Linked DNA regions of Mus musculus: all the other regions are linked to region 1. The links are chromatin contacts, called in public Micro-C and promoter capture Hi-C maps. All regions are on one chromosome and are shown on one strand. Each heading gives the region's core, a stretch centred on a gene start, on an enhancer-like site or on the middle of the called end of the contact. The rest is flanking DNA. Distances are from core to core; before and after follow the strand shown. Region 1 holds the start of Mctp1 (multiple C2 domains, transmembrane 1). Region 2 overlaps Ttc37 (tetratricopeptide repeat domain 37). Region 3 overlaps Mctp1 (multiple C2 domains, transmembrane 1).

Evidence for each region. Promoter capture Hi-C pulls out the DNA fragments that hold promoters and counts their contacts. A called contact is a pair of places that touch in the nucleus more often than the background predicts.
Region 2: a Micro-C map of granulosa cells shows a contact between it and region 1, with 2.4 times the contacts expected there. The contact joins the enhancer-like site here to the promoter of Mctp1 in region 1. A contact is called at or near these places in 2 of 39 promoter capture datasets (embryonic stem cells and hippocampal neurons), 1 of 484 Hi-C or Micro-C datasets (granulosa cells) and 1 of 9 other capture datasets (adipose tissue).
Region 3: a contact with region 1 is called in a promoter capture Hi-C map of the HPC-7 cell line. The contact joins the enhancer-like site here to the promoter of Mctp1 in region 1. A contact is called at or near these places in 9 of 39 promoter capture datasets (the HPC-7 cell line, HPC-7-derived erythroid cells, cranial neural crest and 5 more), 1 of 484 Hi-C or Micro-C datasets (bone marrow-derived macrophages), 1 of 115 datasets of contacts at active chromatin or transcription factors (microglia) and 1 of 9 other capture datasets (adipose tissue).

The regions. Positions count from the first base shown.
Region 1 is chr13:76,382,652-76,385,906 of GRCm38.p6, reverse strand. Mctp1 (multiple C2 domains, transmembrane 1) reads right to left here and starts at 1,768. Exons shown (of 21, transcript NM_030174.3): 1 at 656-1,768. The coding sequence starts at 1,372.
Region 2 is chr13:76,155,848-76,158,793 of GRCm38.p6, reverse strand. It overlaps Ttc37 (tetratricopeptide repeat domain 37), which reads right to left. Exons shown (of 44, transcript NM_001081352.2): 38 at 1,417-1,545. Among named protein-coding and RNA genes, the nearest start is that of Ttc37, 59 kb to the right of the region's middle. Within about 2 kb of position 1,508, at least 2 of the 459 cell types and tissues checked have an H3K27ac peak or open chromatin away from gene starts, as enhancers often do. A contact at or near this core is called in granulosa cells, where this site is marked.
Region 3 is chr13:76,636,938-76,639,777 of GRCm38.p6, reverse strand. The region is part of intron 1 of Mctp1 (multiple C2 domains, transmembrane 1); the gene reads right to left. Among named protein-coding and RNA genes, the nearest start is that of Gm24519, 34 kb to the right of the region's middle. Within about 2 kb of position 1,312, at least 2 of the 459 cell types and tissues checked have an H3K27ac peak or open chromatin away from gene starts, as enhancers often do. A contact at or near this core is called in the HPC-7 cell line and bone marrow-derived macrophages, where this site is marked.

The sequences.
Region 1 (3,255 bases), core at 519-3,018:
AAGCGTGTTTTAGAAGCACTCGCTTCTTGTGACTACTAACTTTAGAGCCACTGGAACATAACTGCTTTACTAACTCAGATCCTGCCGCCCCCACCCCACCCCCGACCCGAGAGACAGTGATCCACCTGTAGAAGAAAGTTTCAGGAAGAGACTACCAAGAAATTAGCAAATTTCTGTAATAAATCTTCATCTAAACCTTAACTTCACCTTTCAGCATTCCTAGGCCCACTGCTAGCCTTTTGCTTCAGACAGTGTCCCTTCACACAGTTGCGATTTCCTTTGGTAAATTTGGGGGGATGTTAGCTTTTTTTCTCCCCAAGAAAATCTTCTTAGGGCATCTTGCAGGACACCTCCAAAAAGCAGCCAAGTTACCTTGAAACTTTTCTTTAGCTCTGTGTTAAACTACCCAAAGTGCTTTTGGCGACAGGTGTCATTCATTCGTGTCAAAGTCAAGTCAGGGTTCAAGTCTAAACTGTTACTACTAAACCCGAGCAAAATGTCTTTGCTCCGTTTCAGCTAGTTAGTAGTCCGTGCCCGCACACATGGGGACACACACACACACACACACACACACACACACACACTCGCTGCCAAGGCAGCCTGAAGCTGGAGGCGTGGCCTGCACACTGCCCGGCGCTGGCCACCTGGCACTCACCTGGCTGCAGTCGCGCTCTATGTCCTTCTGCAGAGCCTGGGGTTCGGCGGGACCCCGGGCCGGTTCTGCGGGGGGTGGCGCCGGTTCCAGCAACTGCTCCAGGCACGCGGTTCCGGGCAGAGAGGAGCTCTTTTGGTGGCACAGGTGCACCCCAGGGCCCCCACGCCGTGTACTCTCATCACGGACGCGGTCCCCCCTCGGGGGCGGTTGGGGAGAAGAGGACAGGGAAGATGAGGCGGAAGACGAAGAAGGAGCTGAGTCCGGAGAGCGTCCGCCAGGAGGCGTCACTCCGCCTGTCCCTGTGGCTGTCGAGGACCCCTTAGCCACGGGCAGCAGATGTTCGCGTAGGCGGCGGCGCAGCGTGGACCCTTGCTCGGCTCTGCCTGCTCCGCCTGGCTCCAGGGGCTCTGGTGAGGAGCAGCACAGGTTGGGCTGTGAGGAGGAGAACACTCGGTCCAGCACTTGCTTCCGCTTCTTGAAGCCGCTCCACCTGCTGCCAGTACTTCCCACACCGGCCAGGGCGTCCTGCGTGGTCCCCGGGGGCGGCGGGGACGGGGTCGGAGTGGCCGCAGTGCGGTGCTCGGGGCCCCCAGCGCGCCCGCCTCCGCCGCCCTTGCCCTTGCCCACCCCCAGCTGCAGGTTCTTCCAGAGCCGGGCCTGGAAGGAGGGGGACGCGGCCCGCACGAGCTCGCCAGTCGTGGCAGCCCGGGGCTCCATCCTCCAACCCAGGCACCTTGTCTCCCCTCCTATTGCCTTTCCTCCTCCCTCTCGGGCTGCGCCTCCTCCGGGAGCGTGGAGGCGGCGGCGGCGGCGGCGGCGGCCAGCGCAGCAGCACAAGCCCGGAGCGTCCAGCGGCTTCAGGCCAGCTCGGAGCAAAACGGCTGCGGCCGAGGCCCTCCCGCCGCGGGGCGCGGCCGTCCTGCAAAGTTTCTAGCAGGGAACTCCGCTGCTCCAGACCACTGAGCGCCCCCAGGCCGCACCCTGACTCCCCTCGGCGCCCGCGGGAGCTCGGAAAGCTGCAAGCGGCCGGCTCGGGCTTCCAGCTGCACTGGGAACCACACCCGCGCCCTCAGGCCAGCACCTGTCAGCAGCAGAGGCGGCCGTCTCCAAACTGGGCGCGCACGCTGCTCACACAACAGGGCGCGTCCTGCTGTAGACGTCGGGGACTAGCAGCCTTGGCTAAAGCACCCAGGACCATCCTCCAGCTCCTAGGTGGGAGGGCAGGCAAGAGCCGGGTGGAGCTGCGTAGGGCTGGGAGCCTGCTTGACCTGAGTCTACAGTCCCACACACGGCTTGCTTTAGGACAGACGGACGAACGGACGAACCCTGCTTGAGCGGACATCGGGGTGGAGTGCACCTCTGCACCCCTGGTGGGTCCCTCAGGGAACCCAGCATACATCGCCGCTGGTCATAAAGCTCTCCAAATGCTGAGGCCAAATAAGTCTGCCTTCAACTGTTTGGGCATCCTGGGCTCAAGAGGGGAGTTTGATTTCTTCTGTTTTGACTTCATCACCATCCACTCTCCATGCTCTTTGTTTGCTTGCGCGGTGACTTTCCTTATAATCAGGAATAGTTCTCAGAACTTGATAATAAAGCTAACCCTTAAAGTAAGTCTCAGGGGCGCTCCGCTTGGACAGAGATGGGAAGATCCTTACTGCTTTTGACCCTATTCAGAGCTCGGTCTTGTTCTTTCCACTCAAGCAGATTTTTCTTCAGTTATTTCTTTCAGTTTGTCGGAAAACTGATTTTTTTTTAAAGTCGTCTAGATTTTGCTTCTCCCCAAATGTATGCATCTAGGATCTTCTGACTCCACTAGGTCTCTTCTAAAAGGCAGGCAACACCATGCCCTTCCCTCCACTGTACCTTCCCTAGACGTTTCAGCACAGTATTGTTTGATTACTTAAAGTAGGCATTCTCTTTCCTTTCTGGCCAGCGACTTGCCCTGAAGCTGTGGTCAATCTGAATTTATTTTTCTTATCCGGCTAACATGTAGTGAGCATCTACTATGTGCCAGGCACTGAGATCAGCACTGGAGAAACAGTTGTGAACATGTAGGGGAATGCTTGAGTTGGGTCCAGGAGAGTAGACAATAAATAGAATTTTTAACAGGGAACAATCCAGGGATAATAAAAGAGTATTATATTTGGGTTGCTATAATATGGAACAGCTCATTAAATTTGAGTTTCAGACAAAACACAATAATTTCTAGTATATGAACAAAGACCAAAAAATTCTAGTTGATGTTTATCCAAAGTCTTATTTTACTAGGTATCTTATACTTTTGCTGAATCTAATAAGCCTGTATTTAGTGTTAAAAACAAAAAGTCTCCCTGAGAATCCAAAGTTTGAGATGATACTATAAAGGGACAAAGAGCCAACAGTTGAAAACTGAATGCAGTGTTTCAGGCAGAAAACCAGAAGTCAAAGCCCTGAAGGAGGAAGCAGCTTAAAGAGGCTTTCCACAGAGAGACAGAGATTGTTCCAAAGAAGGTGAAGAAAGGTGGGCAGGGCTGGTCCATTTGGAAATGCACAGTTCACATAGGTTTCATCCTATTGAGGAATTTAAAAATCTGTAAATCCAACTGGGAAGCAGTTGAATA
Region 2 (2,946 bases), core at 259-2,758, 230 kb after region 1:
GTATGCCTGTTTGTCTATATGTACGTATGTAGGTATATGTGTATGCATGTAATCATCATGAATACTTGTGGAGTTGATTATGACAGATGGTCAGGCCCGGCCAGAGTATGGGTGTATGAACATTTGAATGTATATGTGTCTGTGCATATCTGCTTGTATAAAGCATCTTAATTCTTTTCCTCTCCTTCCGCTCTGTTCACAAAGAGTTAAACCACCTTAGCCAAAAAGGCTTCTGTTGACATACCAAAGAAAGGAGCACTAGCAACAAATCCTTTTACTTAATCCCCTGCAGTCTTACTTTGAAATGCTAAATGCCAGAGTCTACAGTTTCTGCCCTCAGAGGAACTTAGGCAGGTCAGCTACCTCTGTAAAGTAACTTAGACTCATGGCAGGAAAACGTTTTATTATAGAAAAGGCAACCCTAAATATCTTAGAAAACCAAGTCTTGCCCTGCTGATGCTCTTCCCCTTGGCCACCTTCAAGACAGAACCAGAAAGAATAGCTGTGGCTGCCCCCCCCCCGGCAATTAATATACTATACTAATAACATAATATACTACCACCTCCACCACCACCACCACTACCACTACCACTACCACTACCACTACTACTACTACTACTACTATTCTGTTAAATGTACAATTCAATCAAGTGAGTCCTAATGACATCACTATATCCATAGATCAGTGTGTGTCATTCAACTCTCACCAGAGAAGCCTCTTCTTGCAGTAGATAGTACTTAATACTGAAACCCACAACTGGACAATGTATAGACAGAGGAGACCTTGGAGCACTTAGCTCTTAATGAGATGTCCTTCTCAAACCCCTAGCCTCAAGGATCAGAGGTAATTGCAGAAGAGGACACAAAAAGATTCTATGAGCTAGAGGGGGTAGATGGCATCAAGGAAAAGTGTCTACCAAACAAGACAGGGCTAACGCAAATATGAATTCAAAGTGATTGTAATAGGAAGCACAAGACCTACACAATTCAAGTAGACCAAAATCACAGGGCAGATAAGGGGAAGTAGGCACAAAAGTCTCACCCCTAACCAAAAGCTATCTGCAACTGATAGCTGTGAGGAGAATGGTTTCTCTAGTGGAGTGACATTGGCTATATCAACCACACTCCAGGGTAGGCCTCATGCTCAGGAGCAGTCAACTAAGACAAAATGGACTCCATGGTTTTCATTTTGTTTTTCTTTGTTGTTGTTTGGTGTTTTTTTCCCCCCCCTTTTTTGGTTTATTTTATTTTATTGTTTTTTTTTGGTTTTTTTTTTTTAGAGAAAGAACATGAAGTTTGGTGGGTAAGTAGGGAGGGAGAATTTGGAAGGACTTAGGTGACAGAAAGGAATATGATCAAAATATATTGTATGCAATTAAAACATTTTAAATGTAAATACATAAAAATAAAACTTACGTGAAGCAGCAACAGCAGACCGCAATGCCAAGTACAAATCTACCCTCTTTGGCTGAGTGTTATTGAGTAAAGCCAGTTTATCATCTGCATGGCAGGCTGCCATCAGCCCAGCCCAGACAGCAGGGTCATCTAAACAAGAAATACAGTTAAAAGTCATATCACCATGCTGCTGCAAAACTATCATAAATAAAAGTTTATGTCTTCTCCAATAAATTATATTTTTAAAAACTTTCATGGCCTTAAAGGAAAGCTAACTTGTTTTCCAAAAACAAACTCGTATAGTTAACCTTCAAGATTTGTAAATTTCTGAAGATCTCATAAAGGAACTAGTTAAATAAATTCCTGTCTGTTCCATGGCTGGTTGGCTCAGTCCCTAAAGTATTATGCTATTATGGAGAGTACAGACACTCACTAGACATGGAGGACAAGTTTCAATGAGACACTCATCTTTATTACTCTGTTCCTAACAAAACAAGCTTGGTTTAAGGATAAACAAGTCAACATATTTTAGCTTTGGTTTTGGTTTTTAGTTTTTAAAAAAAGTGAAACTCAGGAAAAACTCAACATTGAACCTATGTTCTACCAGGAAAGCATGAACGAATCTCATGGTACCGAGAGGGTGCTGCACGTATTATTTTGTGTACCAGGGAAAGGCAACTGTGTGACACTGCATTTCATAGTAAAGACAAAAGTATAATACTCTGCTTTATAACCCTACAAAAATGACCTAATATTTCCATGAGTAACAGTGGAAACACACTGGGACGGTAATATTTATTTTTCCTTACCTGTACGGTCAATAGCATAAATATGGCACAGCCTGTTAGAATTAACAATAGCTCGCTAAAGTGAGGCTATAGATTTCTAACAGTTACCATACCTGTCAGTCAGTCTTGTTAACTTGATAGGATTTAGAATCCTCATGCAAACAACCCTCTGGCTATGTCTATGAAGGTATTTGCAGACATATCTACTAGAGGAAAGATCTACCCTGAATGTGGCAGAGTCATTGCGTGGGCTATGCAGTTCCAGTCTACCAGAAAGAGAGCGAGAGGTGAGTGGTAACTTTCACCTTTCTCTGCTTCCTGACTGAAACGGAGCATGATGGTGGCTTCTCCCCATCACCGTGACTTCCCCATCTTAATAGATTGCTTGGACTCTCAAATCATGACTCAAAATAAACTCTCCTTCCTTAAGTTGCTTTGTCAGGTATTGTCATAGACACAGGAAAAGTAACACAATATACAGAACGCACCCCGAACTTCCAGAGTTAACCACACACAAAAATACTATAGTAAGTAATTTAGTAGGTATAGATAAACTATACTAGACTAGACTGATGGAAAATTGAAATAAAATAGCCTGAAAATGTCATTCATATTTTCAGTAACAGAAAATCAAGTATGTCTATGAAAACATTCTCATCAGTCTGTTTAAACAATTGATATATTATAATTAACAAGAGTCACATTCAAATAATCAAGTAATGTGCAAAACTTTAAAATACATTCTTACAATTTCTTATATCAT
Region 3 (2,840 bases), core at 63-2,562, 250 kb before region 1:
ACACAGGTACTTTTAGACCAATAAATCAATATTTCCCTCTCCCCTCCCTCCCTACCTTCCTCTTTTCTTTTACTTTATTAGATATTTTCTTCATTTACATTTCAAATGCTATCCCCAAAGCCCTCTATACCCTCCCCCCGCCCTGCTCCCCAACCCACATACCCCCTGCCTCCTGACCCTGGCATTCCCCTGTACTGGGGCATATGATTTTCGCAATACCAAGAGCATGCCTTCCTCCATCCCCTTCCCTTCTGTACTTGTTTTCACTGTCTTGATGTGTAGTTAATAAAGAAAATTTTATTATTTTCTGGCATACAATAGAATGATTTGAACTTCATTTATTATCAAAATTATTAGTGAAATAAGTCAGTTCATAGAGCTCTCACTCCATCTATAATCATTATATATATATATATATATATTGCTTTGTGGTTAAAAATTTAATAAATTTTCAAATTATACTTCAGTGTTACTATCAAGCTATATAGTCATTGTTTCTACATATTGGGACTCTATACATATTCCTCTAATAACTGAAGGTTTTTATTCTTTTCCCCCCTTCCCCTCAACCCTGCACATGGTAATAATTTTTGTTTTGTTGTAAATATTTTTTCTTGGTTTGTCCTCTGTCTTTGATCTTTGCACATGTTATATGTGGTGACATCAGACTACTGAGCAGTTAAAGCTGTCTTATTCCCTCAGTAATTTCTACATTTCATAGTTTCTTAATTTTTAGCATACCATCATAATTACTTACATAGTTAAAAATCATCTTATAATTTTTATTTTTATGTAGTTCTTTAAACTACCAAAGGTACAATTTAAATATACTCTATAAAATGGAAACTTTTCTCTCTTAACCATAATATTGTATTAACTCTTGGAAAATCTTACATGATGCATTTTGAAAACGTTCAGCCTCTACTCATCACCTAACTCCCAGATTCACTCTTTACCTCTTCGTGCCTCCATTGCTAAACTCTCTCTTTTTAAAATACCTAAGTACAATTTGTTCTGCCCATGCTCTCTTGGGAATAGGGCCATCCCCTGGCGCATGGTTGGCAGCTGGTACCTGTAAATTTCTATAAGTTCCCAAGTACACTTGGCTATACATGGGATTTCCCTCTAATGTTTATTTCTGTGTTCATTCCAAATCATTTGCATAAAAGACTGAATTCTAATACTTGTTAGAATGTGTACAAATCTTCATGTTTGTTGTCTAAATGTTTCTTAATGATCATTGTATTTTCACTCTTTCTGGTTTTGCTGAGCCAGCTAGTTGGGGTTAGTTGTTAAACTTCCTTTTTCTGTCACTTACAGCAGTCATGTGACTTGCCTTTACTTCGGCTTTCTTATTTAGGAAATAAGATGACATTAATAGCAATACATTGTGGGCTTGAATACCCATAAAAATGTTAAAAATAGCATCTGATATATAGCAATCACTCAAACACATTGAGGTTATTAGTTTTACATGAGAAATAAAAGCGTGATATTCTCATAACCTGCCTTGAATTTCTACATCAATATGAGAAATGTTGATAATTTCATAAATTACATACTCTCAAGGGAAATATAACTCTCCAGTTCGTCTAGGTTCTCTTTTGTGACCTTTAATAATACAATATTATATTCTTCATATTTGTTCTACCTCTATCTAATTTTATTCTTGAATGTTAACCGGGTCTTTCTCCTCTATTATAAATGGAATGATTTTTTCAATTTCCATTTTGATCAGTTTATTTCTGATCTAATGAACACATGATTTTTCTATAGTAATTTTTATCTACTTTCTTTCTGCAATTCGTGTACAAAAACCTTCTGCATATAATGTAATATGTGCTTTATTCTTTTGTAATATTTTGGTTGCTTATTTTGTAATTTTGTTGTTTTTCTAAAATACTGTTTATAATAGAAATTTTGTCTGGCGGAATCACCATGCCAGACCTAAAGCTTTACTACAGAGCAATTGTGATAAAAACTGCATGGTACTGGTATGGAGACAGACAAGTAGACCAATGGAATAGAATTGAAGACCCAGAAATGAACCCACACACCTATGGTCACTTGATCTTCGACAAGGGAGCTAAAACCATCCAGTGGAAGAAAGACAGCATTTTCAACAATTGGTGCTGGCACAACTGGTTGTTATCGTGTAGAAGAATGCGAATCGATCCATACTTATCTCCTTGTACTAAGGTCAAATCTAAGTGGATCAAGGAACTTCACATAAAACCAGAGACACTGAAACTTATAGAGGAGAAAGTGGGGAAAAGCCTTGAAGATATGGGCACAGGGGAAAAATTCCTGAACAGAACAGCAATGGCTTGTGCTGTAAGATCGAGAATTGACAAATGGGACCTAATGAAACTCCAAAGTTTCTGCAAGGCAAAAGACACCGTCAATAAGACAAAAAGACCACCAACAGATTGGGAAAGGATCTTTACCTATCCTAAATCAGATAGGGGACTAATATCCAACATATATAAAGAACTCAAGAAGGTGGACTTCAGAAAATCAAATAACCCCATTAAAAAATGGGGCTCAGAACTGAACAAAGAATTCTCACCTGAGGAATACCGAATGGCAGAGAAGCACTTGAAAAAATGTTCAACATCCTTAATCATCAGGGAAATGCAAATCAAAACAACCCTGAGATTCCACATCACACCAGTCAGAATGGCTAAGATCAAAAATTCAGGTGACAGCAGATGCTGGCGTGGATGTGGAGAAAGAGGAACACTCCTCCATTGTTGGTGGGAGTGCAGGCTTGTACAACCACTCTGGAAATCAGTCTGGCGGTTCCTCAGAAAACTGGACATAGTACTACCGGAGGATCC